Regions from separate parts of the Mus musculus genome. Here all the other regions are linked to region 5. The links are chromatin contacts, called in public HiChIP or PLAC-seq and promoter capture Hi-C maps. All regions are on one chromosome and are shown on one strand. The core of a region is the stretch at or near the end of the contact, and the rest is flanking DNA. Distances in the headings are between cores, read along the strand shown. Region 1 has its middle 99 kb from the start of Gm41044. Region 2 has its middle 29 kb from the start of Pik3r1. Region 3 has its middle 76 kb from the start of Pik3r1. Region 4 overlaps Pik3r1 (phosphoinositide-3-kinase regulatory subunit 1). Region 5 holds the start of Cd180 (CD180 antigen).

Region 1 (2,700 bases), core at 18-2,517, 780 kb before region 5:
AGTCTGATGACTGGGAGCTCACTGGTGTCACTCCCATGGTAGTTTTTGTTTGTTTCCAATTGGCAAAAACAAACAACCACAAACAAATAACCCCCACAATCTAAAATCTTGTTTTCCAAAGCAAAGCAAAGCAAAGCAGCAAGCAAAAACCTCCTTCTGTGAGTCTAGCTCCCCCTAAATTCCAGGGCCCACAAGATGAACAGGAAAGAGAGTGAGCACCTTCTGTGACTCAGTTGTACCTCCAGGCTAGCAATTCTCAACCTGTGAGTTGTGACCTTCTTTGCGGAGGTTGAACAACCCTTTTACAGGGGGTTGCCTAAGACCATCAGAAAACACAGATACTTACACTATGACTCATATCAGTAGCAAAATTACAGTTATGAAGTAGCAATGAAAGTAATTTTATGGCTGGGGGCAGGGGGGGGGGAGGTGTCCCACAACATGAAAGGGCCACAGGGTTAGGAATGGTGAGAACGACTGCTCTAGATGTGACGATTAGTGTTATTTGTCACCTTGACAGACTCTAGAGTCACCCAGGAGATAGGTCTTAAGGCATGTCTGTGAAGGACTGTCCTGATTCATGATGGTGGGCAGGACCAAGCCTTGACATGTTTAAAACAGAGAAATGAAGGAGAGCACCAACATGCTGGTGTCTGTTGCCCGTTCATTCTGTCTCCGAATATGACGTAACCAGCTCCTTTCAGTTCCTGCCACTGTGACTTTTCTGCCAGAGTGGACCTTAACCTGAACTCTGGACCAGAACAAGTCCATTCTCTCTTAAGTTGTCTTTATTTTACACAGCAACAGAAAAAGAAATTAGGACAATAAACCATGCAGATCTGAGAACCTATCTGTATACTAAACCCAGTATATAAGCCCTATTATGCCCTACGTGGCCAGTGTGATGGGAAGAGGACCCAGACCCCAGCTGAAGAGAACCAGACAAAAACAGTAGCTTTCCTTACCTTGATCTCTATAAAAATTTTGTTGCTTAGAAAAAAAATTAAATTCTCCTTGCTTAGAAGGAGAGTTCATATTTAGAAATACTGTGAACCAGAAAAAAAAAATGGTATCTTGAATCTTGGCGTTCCAAGTCTTGTTGGCTTGTGGCCAAGCTTCAGGATGCTTCTAAGAGCCATGTGGGGAATGCAAATCGGGATGTCTAACTCTCTTAAGGGCAGTCAGGAGGGCTGATGGTCTATGCTGCATGCTGTAAATCTACCACACAAAAAACCGCCCTCTTTGCACCAGCAGCAGCTCCAGACTTTGGCCTAAGCCCAGTTCCCTATTTCGTCCAAGTTGCTCTTAGCCTTAGTATTTAAGCCAAAGCTTTGTTCTATACACAGGCTGCTATTGATTGGGCCTTCTTATCTCTGTCTCCACAGATAAGGTATACATTAGCAAGACTATTCAGGGGTGGCCTTTTACAAAGGCAGAACGTCTCTTTGGTATCCAGGGTCAAGAAAGGCAGTGTTCAGGAGTGCTTGGTATCTTGAAGGTGTGTATAGAAGTGGTGTACAGAGGGGGTCCAGAAAGACACTCCCAGGCAACAAAGTTGTGAGGAAATGTGTTTTTTGTTCAGATCTGTGCCCCAGTTGGAAGTTGTATTCAGTAGATGTTTTATTTTAGGGCTGGTGTATGTGGTTGGTATGTGTGTGGTGTGTATGTGATGTGTGCATGTGTGTATGTGGTGTGTAATGTATAAAGTATGTATGGTATGTGTGTATGTGTGTGTATGGTGTAGTGTGTGTGTGTGTGTGTGTGTGTGTGTGTGTGGTGTGTGTATAGTGTGTTGTGTGTGGTATGTGGAGTGTGTGTCTGTATGTCTCTGTGTGTGCATATATATGTATATGTGTGGTATGTACAGTGTGTGTGTGGAGTATGTGTGTGTGTTTACATACACAACAACCTCTTTAGGGATTGGAAGTCTGCCTTGTACTCATTTTAACTTCTGGAGGCCAATGTGAGAAGTCTATGCTGGAAGCCTGTTAGCTTATTGTTTCCCTCCTTGCAAGGCGAGGCTGCAACGTGACTTTAGCCACGCATACCCAGCTAGAAGAGAGTGAGACAAAGTGTGTGGGAATTGCCACAATCTGCTCCCAGTCCCTGGATTTCCCTTTCCTAATGCTCTGAGCAGTGCTTTGCTTAGACAAGTCAACACTCGCTCACCAGCCACTGCACTCTCTGGCTCAGGGTACCAACGCTACTTAGTTTGAAGAAAAAAAGGCTGAAAAAAGAAAGAAAAGAAAAGAAAGCTTTCCTGGAATCTCTCATGCGTGTGAGAAACAAAAAGAAAAGAACAGAAATGTCAGAGCCCATGCTCTCGTGGTGATAGGCTCTGGAAAAGGAGACTTTAGTTTTTCTTTTCTTTATCTGGTATCACATTTTCAATTCACACCCATTATTAAGTGCGAGAAACACAATCATAGATTAGTTGAAGAAAGGGAGGAGCTAACTTTGCTAACAGAACAAATGACCTAGGCTATTTCTAGTCATCTGGTCATCGCGCTCAAATATGTTATGCCTATAAATAGAAAACAGGCAAGGGGTAAAGAAAAAAGATCCCCAAAGGAAGGAAGAGAGATGAACGAATAGAAAGGCACATAGGTCATGTCTGTGGCCACCTTCCCAGTCAAACCTTTTATCAGCTCTTCTGGCTAGAGAAATGTCTGTTAAAGGTGTGTTTACACTCACAACGTT
Region 2 (2,780 bases), core at 75-2,574, 900 kb before region 5:
TCAGAAGAGTGGGTGCTACATTGTCTGGGACTGCAGCCCCTGGGGTGGCATAGTGCACAATTGGAGTGGTTCTTCCCTCCTCATTTAAATATCTTGGGACTGTCCCACAGACACACTGCCAATGTGTCTCCTAATTATTCTGAATGCATTCAAGATGACAGTAAAGATCAAACATACATGGGCTGCCCCATATAGTTACAGGCCCTAAATAGAAATGCTGTGGGCGCACAGCAAACAGGAAAAACTTTACATATACATGAGTACCAGATCAGAGTAAGTAGAGAGACATTTCTGTTACAATCATGGAGATTTATCTGAGATTTCTATCTGATTAGTCCTCTGTAGTGTGTGACCCCATCACCGTAAGTGTGATGGCTAATTGTATCAAAAGTAACTGTGTAAGAGATTTCCCAGATATCCAGCCAAACATATTTTGAGTATGAGGGTGTTTGTGGATGAAATTAATACTTGAATTAGTAGACGTGGTAATACATCGTTCTCTCTAACATGAGTGAGACTCAGGCAGATTGCAGAAGCTTAGAACATAGAGGTTGGCTACTACAGGAAAGATGGTTCCTTCCCTCTGGGTACCTAGAGCTGAAGCATTGCTTTGCCTTGTTTCTCGTCTTCAGGTTACCCTGGATCTCTGGTCTTACTGGCATTTGCCTAGAGCTACTCCAGCTGGCTTCTGGTTAAGCCAAGTCATTGGGACCCAGCTTGGTGACCCCTGCTTTCCTAAGGTTCTAGTATGCTGCTCATTGAGCTTTGTCAGCTTTTCATAACAATACTAGCAATTCCTTGCAGCAAATCTCTTTGCATCTTCACACACACACACACACACACACACACACACACACACACACACACACTATTCCGTTTCTCTGGAGAACCCTAGTGTTAAAAGGAGCTTAGAGAGGGATGTACCACATTAGTAAGTTCAGGAAGCCAAATGTTAATGAATTTCCCCCCTCCTAATGAGGACTTAGAGTATTTTAGATAAATACTGAGCATTGTGAATGTGAATCACTTAATTACAGCCACAGTACATGCAGAAGTAAAAGCCTTCTGCTCAGGAAAGCTAGACAAACCTTAAGCCAGAAAGCATTGCTCCTACCCTCCTGGTAGCCACTAGGAAGGCTCTTTAACAGTTCCATTCTTCTTTGCAAACCTGCATCTCCGTGATACAAAGGTGGCTACTGGGCTCGCTGCTTGTCTCATACCGAAAGGCCAAGATGATGACTTACATCACGGTCCCAAGTCATAGGCACTGCCTGAAACATAGTCTAACGTTCCTGGAACATTCTGTGACATCTCTACTTCCTCACAGCCTGTGTAGAAGTCACAGGAAGCCTTTCAGACTCTGCTTGGTCCCAGACAGATAGGCCACAAGATTCTCCTGAGAAACAAGAAGAAACGGCCAGGAAGTTAGTTTTTTTCAAGACTGCAGAGATCAATGCAGAGCCCCAGGGCCTCCTGGGGAGGCCTCTGGGACTTTTCTTTATCTTCCTAGAATAGACAGAAAGGTCAGAGAGAGAGAGGGAAAGGCTCCTGCTGCACTCAGCAGATTGACAGAAAGTCTTGCCCCATTCTTGTGTATAAGAATGATCTAAGCCACTGGAGTCTCTCTGAGTTTCAATAAAACCAAACTCTCAAACAATAACTGATAAAACAGAGCTTTCAGGTGGACCAGAAACAATGACTAGACCTTGGGCACCAATGGTCCTGTCTTTGCTACTTGGCTGTACAGCTTAACCTGCAACTGTGTCATTGGAGGGAAAAGAAGAAGAGCTGAATTAGATGACTGGCTCAGACTCAAACAACCTAAGGTATCCTGGTTATCTCTCTAGGGTGGTTTTATCAGCACAATAAACCTGACTGTTTGCTTTGAAGGGTGGGATTTTTTTTTGACTGTAGGCCTTTGATTCTGTTTTGTAGCACTTGGTACACAACAGCCCCGTACTAAGTTCTAGAAGCATAAAACGAACTCCCAAACGTGTGGGGTCTTGAAGATGATCTGTAGTCTAGTTTAAGAAACTAAGCACCAAATTGTTCTTCTTAAAGGACACAACAAAAGGAAACCCACCACAGCTTCAAAACATGCCTTCAAAGACCCCCTTCCTCTTCCCACTGGGAGGTGCCCCTGGCAGGGGCAACTGAGAGTGAAAGTCCTGCCTTACTCTCCTGCATATTCCAAGTAAGGTTACCCGCCACACAGGACATCTGGCTGCTCTTCAACACTATGCTGGAGTCAACAACAAAGAGACCATCAGTAGGGACTCCAAGCAGCCAGTGCATGCCTCATCTGGGGCAGGAGCCCAGGTACCATTGACTGTACCTGTAGGCGAGGTCCTGGGAGAGACCTGCCTACGGAGACCTTTTTAGATTCTCAACCATAAAGCTGAGAACAAAAATGAAAGCACAGGCCTAAGCTGCTGGTTTGGGGGTAATTAATTATGTATTAACAGTGACTATAGTGATGTCTTCACCAACATTATTCTTACAAGAACCAAGAATTAAAGATATAATGGTAACACATTATCACGAGATTTTTTTATGTGTACAGCCCACTCCAGAAATGATAAATATAGATTAGATAGATACATACAGATAGAAAATCATTCAGCTGTCCTAAAATTTCCAAACATAGAATTATGCCATGCTCTAAAACTTAAAAATGTAACTTTGAAACATGGTTTAAAGTTCTTCAAACCAGAAATGCACATGCGAGATATGAGTATTAGGAAAAAAAAATCATCTGACTTAATAATGTAAAAAGAAAA
Region 3 (2,700 bases), core at 173-2,672, 850 kb before region 5:
AGCAAACATTAATACATATATAGTCGTTAGGAAGATAGTCCAGTGGAGACTGGGAACAAGATGTGAAATCAGAGAAGACATATCAGAAGAGTGATTCTTGACCAATTTTCCCCAGATGAACAGGGATATACCATACCACAAGGTTACAATCAGAGTAGTTAGCTCTAGAACAGCATTTACTGGACAACCAATACTTTTTGTTCATTCTATAGACCTGCGGGGCTGGGGAAATGGCTTAGAGTACTTGTCTAGCATGCTGAGAGCCATGGGTTTGATCTGTAGCTCCACAAACAACACAACAATAAAGACAACAAAAGCAACACTGTGTGCTTATCTCTAACATTCATCATCTGAGCCAATGACTCTTGTTCCATCCCTCCTCCTCTATTTAAAAGCAAGTTCCTTGAGAGATAATCATATTAAAAAAAAGAAATTAGAGAGACCCATAGGAACTTAAAGGAGAGGTGAATTCTGGACCTATACGATTTGCTAAACAAACATATGGTACATCAGGCTATGGCCTCAATAGCCTCTGATTCCATTAGAAAAGTCTTGATGATGGTCTTGACATTTGGAGTAGAAGAAAGAAAGAAATAACAATTCTTTCAGACTTCAGAGATGGTCTCGTTCCTATCTGAGTTGTCTTTCTAGTGCAGAACCCTAGCAGCCAAGGTATGCTTGGTTTTCAATGTAATTCTCCACTGAAGACATTATTCTCTGTAGATTATTGGTTCTCTTGGGCTACATGAATATTTTATTTAATTTTGATGACATGAAGACTCCAGTTTAAGTGGAGAAGCTGTTTTGTAGTTTGGGGTATAATTTTTAATAAAGGGGGTGCATCTGTGTATCAGGTGGTGGGAAGTTGCTTACAGAAACCCTGTGAAGAGACATGATGTTGACCTATGATAGCTCCTGTAGCAGCCATAAAAATATTACCTCGAATTTGGTGACTCATAACAATAAGGTCACATTTATCATCACAGTTTTGAAAACCAGAAGGACAAAGTGACAGTATCCTCAGGGCTATGTACCCTCTGAAGGCTCTAGGAAGAATTCTGCCCTTTGTTTTCTTTAGCTTCTGGTACTTTGGGGTGTATTATGGCTTGAGATCCTGTAACCATTCTTTGCCCAGTCTCCAGCTGTTCCAATATTCTTCAGTCCAACTTCTGTTTGTCCTCTATAAGGTTGTTAAATGGAAGGCCTACCTAGGTAATCCAGGGTGATCTCATACAAAAGTCTCTGATTTAATTACATCCAGATCATTTTCAACATAAGGTGCCATTTACAGGTTCCACAGAATAGAATATAGACATATCTTTGGCAGGACAGGGGTCACCACTCACTCTATTGCATGACCCATGGTTGGGAGAGCTGATAATAGCAGAGTTGCCTCCTCAGGGAAGATTCTGAAGTTTACTCTCACTTCCTTCATCATAAGAGGAACATTATTCACAATCATGTGTTAGAGGTCAAAGAAGGAATCGTATCCTGATAGGACCAACTCCAATTATACCTAGGAGATTTGCTCTGATTTCTTTCTGTATGTAGTGTTTTCATACATTTGAGTTAGCTCAGTATGTTAAAAATACAATTTTTTTTTACACAAAAGTCCTACATTCTGGCTCATCTCATAAAGTCAGCCCCTAAATTTCTTCTTCTCAGTAACACAGCTGGAAGATTCTCCTTATGACAAGGCTGTGACATCACTGCTTTCTACTTATCCCAGGACCATTGTACTAAGTGCTTGGCCCCTGGGAGTCTTGGCTGGGTGGTTTCTATCCTTGGGCACAGCCCAAGGGGCAGCTTATCACTTGGGACAGAAATGCAAGCAGTGGCTCTGACTCATGGAACTAAACTCTGACCATGGTTTACAAAAGTGTTTGCACAGAGGAGGATCATGTACCATTTTCGAATCACTTGATGTATTCATGGGTAGCCAAATCCATAATCCAAAGATCTCCATTCCCGTTTGTCCATGATGGAATGCACAGTTTAATATGTTTCTCTTCTCAGAACAGTTTAACTTCTTTCAAGCTTAGTCTTGTGTAAACATGATTTATAATCTGGAGTTTTCCAGCATCAACTTAGTTCCAGAAGACTTGCTTATTGCTTTTTTGGACTATGTGTTTTATCTGTTTTATAATGCCACTTATATAACATGATGAATATCTTCCTGCTGCTGTGAAAGTTCTTTTGTTGCAACTTATACGCACAGAGCTTCACTGAGCTAACGCTTCTAATATGGCTTTGCCAATATCCCTGTCCCGGGACATGTGGAGTGTGGGAATCACTTTTTAAAGTTTTTTTTTTCTTTTTAAACAGATACCCACTGCTTTTCTTTGCTCTTAAAGTTCAGATCATGCCAAGTCAAGGACAGCCTTCAGCCACAGAGCTGTGTAGAGACCTTCAACACAGAACACTAATCTACTATTCACAATCAGAGTGAGTGTTGGCAGCGAAGGATTAAGGAAGCATTGACCCCGAGGTGTTCTGTCAGAAGTATTTTACCCAGGATTAACTGTTCTTACACAGCCTTCCTCATGCCACTCTGAACTTTTTTTTTTAAAGGCATGGTTTCTGTCTAAAGCATAGAGATAATATTTCATGTGGACTATTTTAATGATGAACAAAAATCAGATTTTTATTTTATATGCTTCTTCAGATAGGATCTAGGTTGAGAGTCATGCAAACCTATGT
Region 4 (2,709 bases), core at 95-2,594, 960 kb before region 5:
TCCCAGCACCAAGAGCCACCAGTTGCCCGTTCTACAGAGCCTGTCTCATGTCAGCTGGGCAGGAAATACCAGATTCCAAAGGCTGGAATGAAAGAAAGCCCAAACCAACCACAGAGTTACAAAATCAGCCATCAATTTGTCTAATTAAAACTCCATTTAATATTTCATTAAAATGGAATTCTGGTGGTCTCAAGAAATATGCATTTAAAAGAGCTATGTAGCCACTTCTTAAATACCTATCATGACTTACAGAGACCGGCTACGGCCAATGATCCTGGGCTTAAGGTTCCTAAAGAATCATGCATTTTCATATATTTTAGCCAAGAACTTTACCAAAAGAACCTCTCCGTGACCATCGCACCACCTGGAGCGTGGGCCGAACTTTTCATTTTATTTCTCTCTTTGGCCAATAGATGGCAACCTCTATTGGGCAGGAGAATCAGATTCAGAGCAGGCAGGCAGGCATGTCCTCCCTCCCACCAAGACCCAGCACATTTTTTCTTTTTTTCCTTTTAAGCATTGAGCTATTTCATAATGAATTAGTGAGCAAGAAAACAAAATATTTTTAAGTTATTTTGCTATTGCAACTCTGACTTTGTAAAGGAAAATGGAGTTCTGAAAAACCAAAGGTTTTCCTCAAAGAGGAAATGGACACACTAAATGGACAAAGCAGAAGTGAACTGCAGCTCTGGGTATGGTTTTGCCAGTACTATGCCCTCTGAAGATACAGTATGGAGTCAACTAAACTCTGCCTAACAGATCCATGACCCTGGAATGGTTTATACCTAAGTGGCACAAACAGTTGGGCCTGATTGCCTATACTTATAATTCTAGCTCTAGAGAAGCTGAGGCAGGAGGATTATCATGAGTTTAGAGGTCAGCTTGGGTGTGTGTGTGTGTGTGTGTGTGTAAAGTATTAGTCTCCTAGGACTAAAGAAGAACAGTCTTGGAAAACAAAACAAGAAACAAACAGAAAACAGAACTAGATACTATTGAAGCAGGCAAAGGAAAACATGAGTAGAGACTCCTAATGAGCATCATTCAAGCAACAATGTTCCATGTTAAATGAAAACTCTGTGCTAAGAAACGAAACCATTCCAGGTTCCAGGGTGCCTGCGCCTGGGAAAGCACCGAGCTGTGGAGAAAAACGCATTTTGCCACAGAACACAGCTGGTCCTGTCTGCCTTCCACGGACGAGGAGGAGAACTCTCAGGTGAGGTAGAAGAGGCAGCTGGTCTAAACATGACAATTCTGCTGTCATTTCTCCCTCAAACACCGACAAAGAGAGCGTCGAAGCGTTTGCTATCTCCCATGATCTCCTGCTTTGTGCGTGGTTTCAGCTGTTTAACTTGGCCCTTGGCCTCTATTTCCTGTGGCCGGGCAATCTCAATTCCTTTCATTTTCGTCAGGTTCAAACATATCACTTAAGTCTAAGAAACACTGAGTGTGTGTGTGTGTGTGTGTGTGTGTGTGTGTGTGTGTTCAATGTGTCCTTTCTGTTTTGAGAATTATCATCAATGAGCCTTAGGTCCTGGGGTCTTCTGGGAGTGGAGGTGTGTCTGAGAGAGCTCCCACACAGCTCATTCCTGGCCATCGATCCCATTTTACAGATGAGAAAGCCAAGGCTATGTATGTTATGGTACCATCTTTAGGTCATGCAGCAAATACTTCACAGTGACTAAGACGGACTCTCAGCCAAGGATGCCACTGGAAGTTTTTAATGCCTGACTTATTTACAAGTTCACCATGTAACTGAGACCATAGTGCAATGGCTACCCCTTTGGCTGTACAATAGCAGAAACCAATCTTCATCCCAGGCACTTTACACCAGATTCAAGGGCGCACACATAATAAATGATGCAGAAGCCAAACAGTTTGTCTTTCTTTTTTTTTTTTTTTCCTCTAAAGTATATTTGTACAAATTCCCAAATGTCCCGAAAAACTGTTCCTACTGCTGACTGTGTCCGTTTTTACTCTAATTAAGAACTGTCAAAGACAACTGGGAATGGCCAATGTACTTGAGTAGTCTAAATTGCTTTGTTCTACAGATTCTCTTTGGCGAGAAAACGAGATGGGTAACAAGGATTGTTCTGTGCTATACATGGAGGATGTTGAGATGGGATCTTCCATCCCAGAGACAGCAGCTAGGTCTGAGAGTCAACCTGAGGCGCGCCACTTGGATGCCCGGTTTAATCCCGACAGGAACTGTGAGTGAGTTCCCCCTTCCATTCTGCCCCTTTTCGTAAGAGGCTGAGAGAGTTGCCTCTGTGGATTTCCCAGAAACTCTGTCAAACCCACGGGAGGGGCAACGCAACAACAGCATCTGACAGAGTTTTAAAGAGAACACAGCAGAAGTAAGCGCTGCTCTTTACCTCTGCTTCTAGTCACCTGTATTGATCAGAGCAACTCAAACGAGAACCTTTCTCCAGAAAGGACACTGATTGCTCTGCCACTATTACTGGAAAACGAAAAACATCAACAACAATAGGTCTCACCAGTTAACTCTCCAGAAACAGTTAGCCAGCTAATCAACACAACATTAATATATTTAGCATGAGTTATGATTGTGGTTAAAGCTAAAACGTCTTTTTGGTACCCACAAAAATTTAATTTATTACTTGACGTAAAATAAAATATGCAATTAGAAAAAAATTTTTTCCATGAAGCCCACTGAGTGTAGCTTAATATTTCTAATTAAAATAAATAAGC
Region 5 (2,708 bases), core at 156-2,655:
CCTTTTGATCCTCATAACTACCATGTGATATAAGCACAACAGCCCCAGTCTTACAGACAAGAAACTACATCCAGGGAACTGTGGTGTCTTTTTTGGAGGTCACTCAGATGGCCAGCAGTGGACCTGAGGCTTAGCCCCTTTGGTTCCTCACTGTGAGGGGTGCCTTCTGTGAGGTAAAGTGCCCTGCCATGCACCTTTATTGGCTTAGATCATGTTTTGCAAATAGCATCTTCAGAGGTATGCTTGTTGGTGAGGATGGCATTTTATGGAACGCCTCGTTACTGAGAACATCCCTAACGAAGCCCAAAGGAGAAGCTTTTCCTGCCCCTGTTCAGCCTCTGCTGAAAGAGAGGAGTGAACATCCCTTGTCCTGTCTACTATTCAAGTCTATTCAATTGTTTTAGAAGGCAACACCAGCTATCCCCCATATATCAACCGGTTCAAGGTCAGAAAAGACCTGTGGTAGCTAAGTTCACTGGGTAAATGCTTGATCTTTTTCTCTCCCTGCCACTCCTTGATCTTCCAAATAATTACTGCCCCTATTGCTTTTTTCTCCCCTCACCCCCTAGAAAGGATTTCCTGTAACCTGGGCTGGCCTCAAACTCCCTCTGACCTTGAGTGACCTATCTTCCTGCCTCTATCTCCGGAATGCTGAATTTCTGGTGGGTATGCCCATGACTGTTTGTTGTATGGGATGCTGGGGATCAAACTTGGAAGTTTAATGCATGCTAAGAAATCACTCTAACAACTGACTTATTCAATGTCAAAGCTATTTCTAAGGCAAAAGGGACCCCAAGCTGATATACTTATTTCTGCTCCAGCTGTCTTGTTTAACTTTGAGCCTTTTGTGAAACCAGACAAGGGGCTTTCACCTGAGCCATTTTAACAGTCCTAAGTCACTAGGGTGAGAGAGAAAGTAATCTGTCCACAGAAAGAACAGCAGTGGTCCAGGAAGCAGATGAGGTTCACTCAGCTAGCAGGACCGTTGGGCCTATCTCCTTCTGCCCCAGTCCCCAGTGTCAAAGCCCTCAGGTTTGCTGCAGGAAAGCACTCTGCCCTGCTCTACCCTTCTCCTAACCACTCACAGGGACAGCTAGAAGAAGTGGTGTCCATTGTGAGTGCAGCAAATTCCTACATCCACAGACTCTCACAAGGATAGAGACTAGAAATTGGCTAAGTGGCCCAAACCCCTTGAAACTGGCTTCAACGCAGTGGGAAGCATCGTAGTGAGATTCTAGAGAGCTGCACAACTCATCCGTGTGTTTGACAGGAAATGCAGTAGGCCATCATGGGGTAGGGCTCTTAGTTATTTTTGGCCAAGATGGTTGGTATGCAAAAAGAACTTCCCCTTTTTTTTTTTTTTTTTTTTTTTTCCTTTTGCATGACAGATCCACAAATGCTGAGCAGCTCCCAGCATTTCGGTTCTAAGATCGACCTTCTGAGCACTTCATTGCCTGCCAAATTGCCAGGGCTATTAGAGTGTGATTAGATTGCTTGGCTCTGAGCATTAGATAATCCTACGCAGCTGGGCTTGCTCTGGACCTGGGATGGCTCCGGACATCAGCTGCTTCTTTTTAGTGGCCCTCTTCTTGGCCAGTTGCCGAGCCACCACATCCTCAGATCAGAAGTGCATTGAGGTGAGTCCAAACTATTTGTCTCTACCCAGCTGCTGACACTTGCTGAAAAACTTGAGATATCGTATACAGATTCATCTGAGCTTTGGCTCGCAGTCTCTACTGTCCTGAAAAGGACAACGGGAGATATCATCAGGGGTTTGGTGCAAAGAGCAGATCCCCTCAATCCTGATGCCTAAAGCTGTTTGTCCACTGTCCTAGGACATGGTCACTCCCCACAGAACCCTTTGGTTTCTTAGCTGTCTTGAGAAGGGCTAGTAAAGACAGGCTCATGCCAAGATTCAGAAAATTTATAAGGATCATTGTGAATACAGATTGATCTTCTCCTCCAATTAGACAAACCCTTCCATCTGTAGGACTAACCAACCAGAGTAAATCTGAGACCCGAGGCAACTCAAACCTTCTGGTTTAAACTGTAACAATATTTATCAATGCATGGGAAACCATGAAGAGAATGGAGAGAGAGAGAATGGCCTCGATCTTTTGCCATCTTAAACCTCCCTACCACTGTCCTTGACCCTGGCCAGTAGCCAGTCCACGTGGGCCTGCTTGACAAATGGCGAAGACAGAAAAGACTGTGAGCCTTGATGGCTCGGTTAGCCGCTTTCCTACTTGGAGACCAAAAGGAGAATGTAGGCCAGGGATAGCTAGAAGTCAAGGGTATAAATTGAACCCAAAGCCAGGACTGGAATAAAGTCTGGAGCAGAAATAAACAGAAGCTTGTTAGCCTTGGATTTGGGTAGACTCGGGATGCTCCCAGACTGAGCAGAAATAGGATACCAGGGAAATCCAAGGCAGGGATGTTATATTAGTTTCTTTGGGTTTCCAGAAGCAGAGCTTCAGAGTGAGGGATTTTACACAGTAGGAATGTATTGTTTGTCGTTTCTGGAGGCTGGAGATCCAGGATGGAGGTAACAGCAAGGTTGTTTTCCTCTGAGGACTTTCCCTTGGCTTATCGTTGGTTGTCCTCTTGTGTCTCTCCCCATGCTTAAGTGTGTCTCATTTTCTCTTATTGGGACATTAGTCATGCTGGCTCAGGACCTACCCAGCATTCCTCATTTTACTGTAATCATA

What was found. Promoter capture Hi-C pulls out the DNA fragments that hold promoters and counts their contacts. HiChIP or PLAC-seq counts read pairs in DNA pulled down with a chosen protein or histone mark.
Region 1: a contact with region 5 is called in a promoter capture Hi-C map of liver, with 2.4 times the contacts expected there. The contact joins the enhancer-like site here to the promoter of Cd180 in region 5. A contact is called at or near these places in 6 of 39 promoter capture datasets (the 3T3-L1 cell line, the C10 cell line, hippocampal neurons and 3 more), 3 of 115 datasets of contacts at active chromatin or transcription factors (bone marrow-derived dendritic cells, bone marrow-derived macrophages and microglia) and 1 of 9 other capture datasets (adipose tissue).
Region 2: an H3K27ac HiChIP or PLAC-seq map of microglia shows a contact between it and region 5, with 7 times the contacts expected there. The contact joins the enhancer-like site here to the promoter of Cd180 in region 5. A contact is called at or near these places in 2 of 39 promoter capture datasets (hematopoietic stem and progenitor cells and liver) and 5 of 115 datasets of contacts at active chromatin or transcription factors (bone marrow-derived macrophages, embryonic stem cells, microglia and 1 more).
Region 3: a contact with region 5 is called in an H3K4me3 HiChIP or PLAC-seq map of bone marrow-derived macrophages, with 4 times the contacts expected there. The contact joins the enhancer-like site here to the promoter of Cd180 in region 5. A contact is called at or near these places in 5 of 39 promoter capture datasets (3T3-L1-derived adipocytes, cranial neural crest, frontonasal cranial neural crest and 2 more), 2 of 115 datasets of contacts at active chromatin or transcription factors (bone marrow-derived dendritic cells and bone marrow-derived macrophages) and 2 of 9 other capture datasets (adipose tissue and liver).
Region 4: an H3K4me3 HiChIP or PLAC-seq map of bone marrow-derived macrophages shows a contact between it and region 5, with 8 times the contacts expected there. The contact joins the enhancer-like site here to the promoter of Cd180 in region 5. A contact is called at or near these places in 10 of 39 promoter capture datasets (the C10 cell line, the HPC-7 cell line, cranial neural crest and 6 more), 1 of 484 Hi-C or Micro-C datasets (bone marrow-derived macrophages), 6 of 115 datasets of contacts at active chromatin or transcription factors (bone marrow-derived dendritic cells, bone marrow-derived macrophages, embryonic stem cells and 1 more) and 1 of 9 other capture datasets (liver).

The regions. Positions count from the first base shown.
Region 1 is chr13:101,913,639-101,916,338 of GRCm38.p6, forward strand. No RefSeq gene overlaps it. Among named protein-coding and RNA genes, the nearest start is that of Gm41044, 99 kb to the right of the region's middle. Within about 2 kb of position 1,268, at least 50 of the 459 cell types and tissues checked have an H3K27ac peak or open chromatin away from gene starts, as enhancers often do. A contact at or near this core is called in adipose tissue, bone marrow-derived dendritic cells, bone marrow-derived macrophages and 1 more, where this site is marked.
Region 2 is chr13:101,795,822-101,798,601 of GRCm38.p6, forward strand. No RefSeq gene overlaps it. Among named protein-coding and RNA genes, the nearest start is that of Pik3r1, 29 kb to the left of the region's middle. Within about 2 kb of position 1,325, at least 29 of the 459 cell types and tissues checked have an H3K27ac peak or open chromatin away from gene starts, as enhancers often do. A contact at or near this core is called in microglia, where this site is marked.
Region 3 is chr13:101,842,824-101,845,523 of GRCm38.p6, forward strand. No RefSeq gene overlaps it. Among named protein-coding and RNA genes, the nearest start is that of Pik3r1, 76 kb to the left of the region's middle. Within about 2 kb of position 1,423, at least 13 of the 459 cell types and tissues checked have an H3K27ac peak or open chromatin away from gene starts, as enhancers often do. A contact at or near this core is called in bone marrow-derived dendritic cells and bone marrow-derived macrophages, where this site is marked.
Region 4 is chr13:101,735,492-101,738,200 of GRCm38.p6, forward strand. All of the region lies in intron 2 of Pik3r1 (phosphoinositide-3-kinase regulatory subunit 1), which reads right to left. Among named protein-coding and RNA genes, the nearest start is that of Pik3r1, 31 kb to the right of the region's middle. Within about 2 kb of position 1,345, at least 65 of the 459 cell types and tissues checked have an H3K27ac peak or open chromatin away from gene starts, as enhancers often do. A contact at or near this core is called in the HPC-7 cell line, bone marrow-derived dendritic cells, bone marrow-derived macrophages and 3 more, where this site is marked.
Region 5 is chr13:102,692,153-102,694,860 of GRCm38.p6, forward strand. Cd180 (CD180 antigen) reads left to right here and starts at 1,406. Exons shown (of 3, transcript NM_008533.2): 1 at 1,406-1,637. The coding sequence starts at 1,548.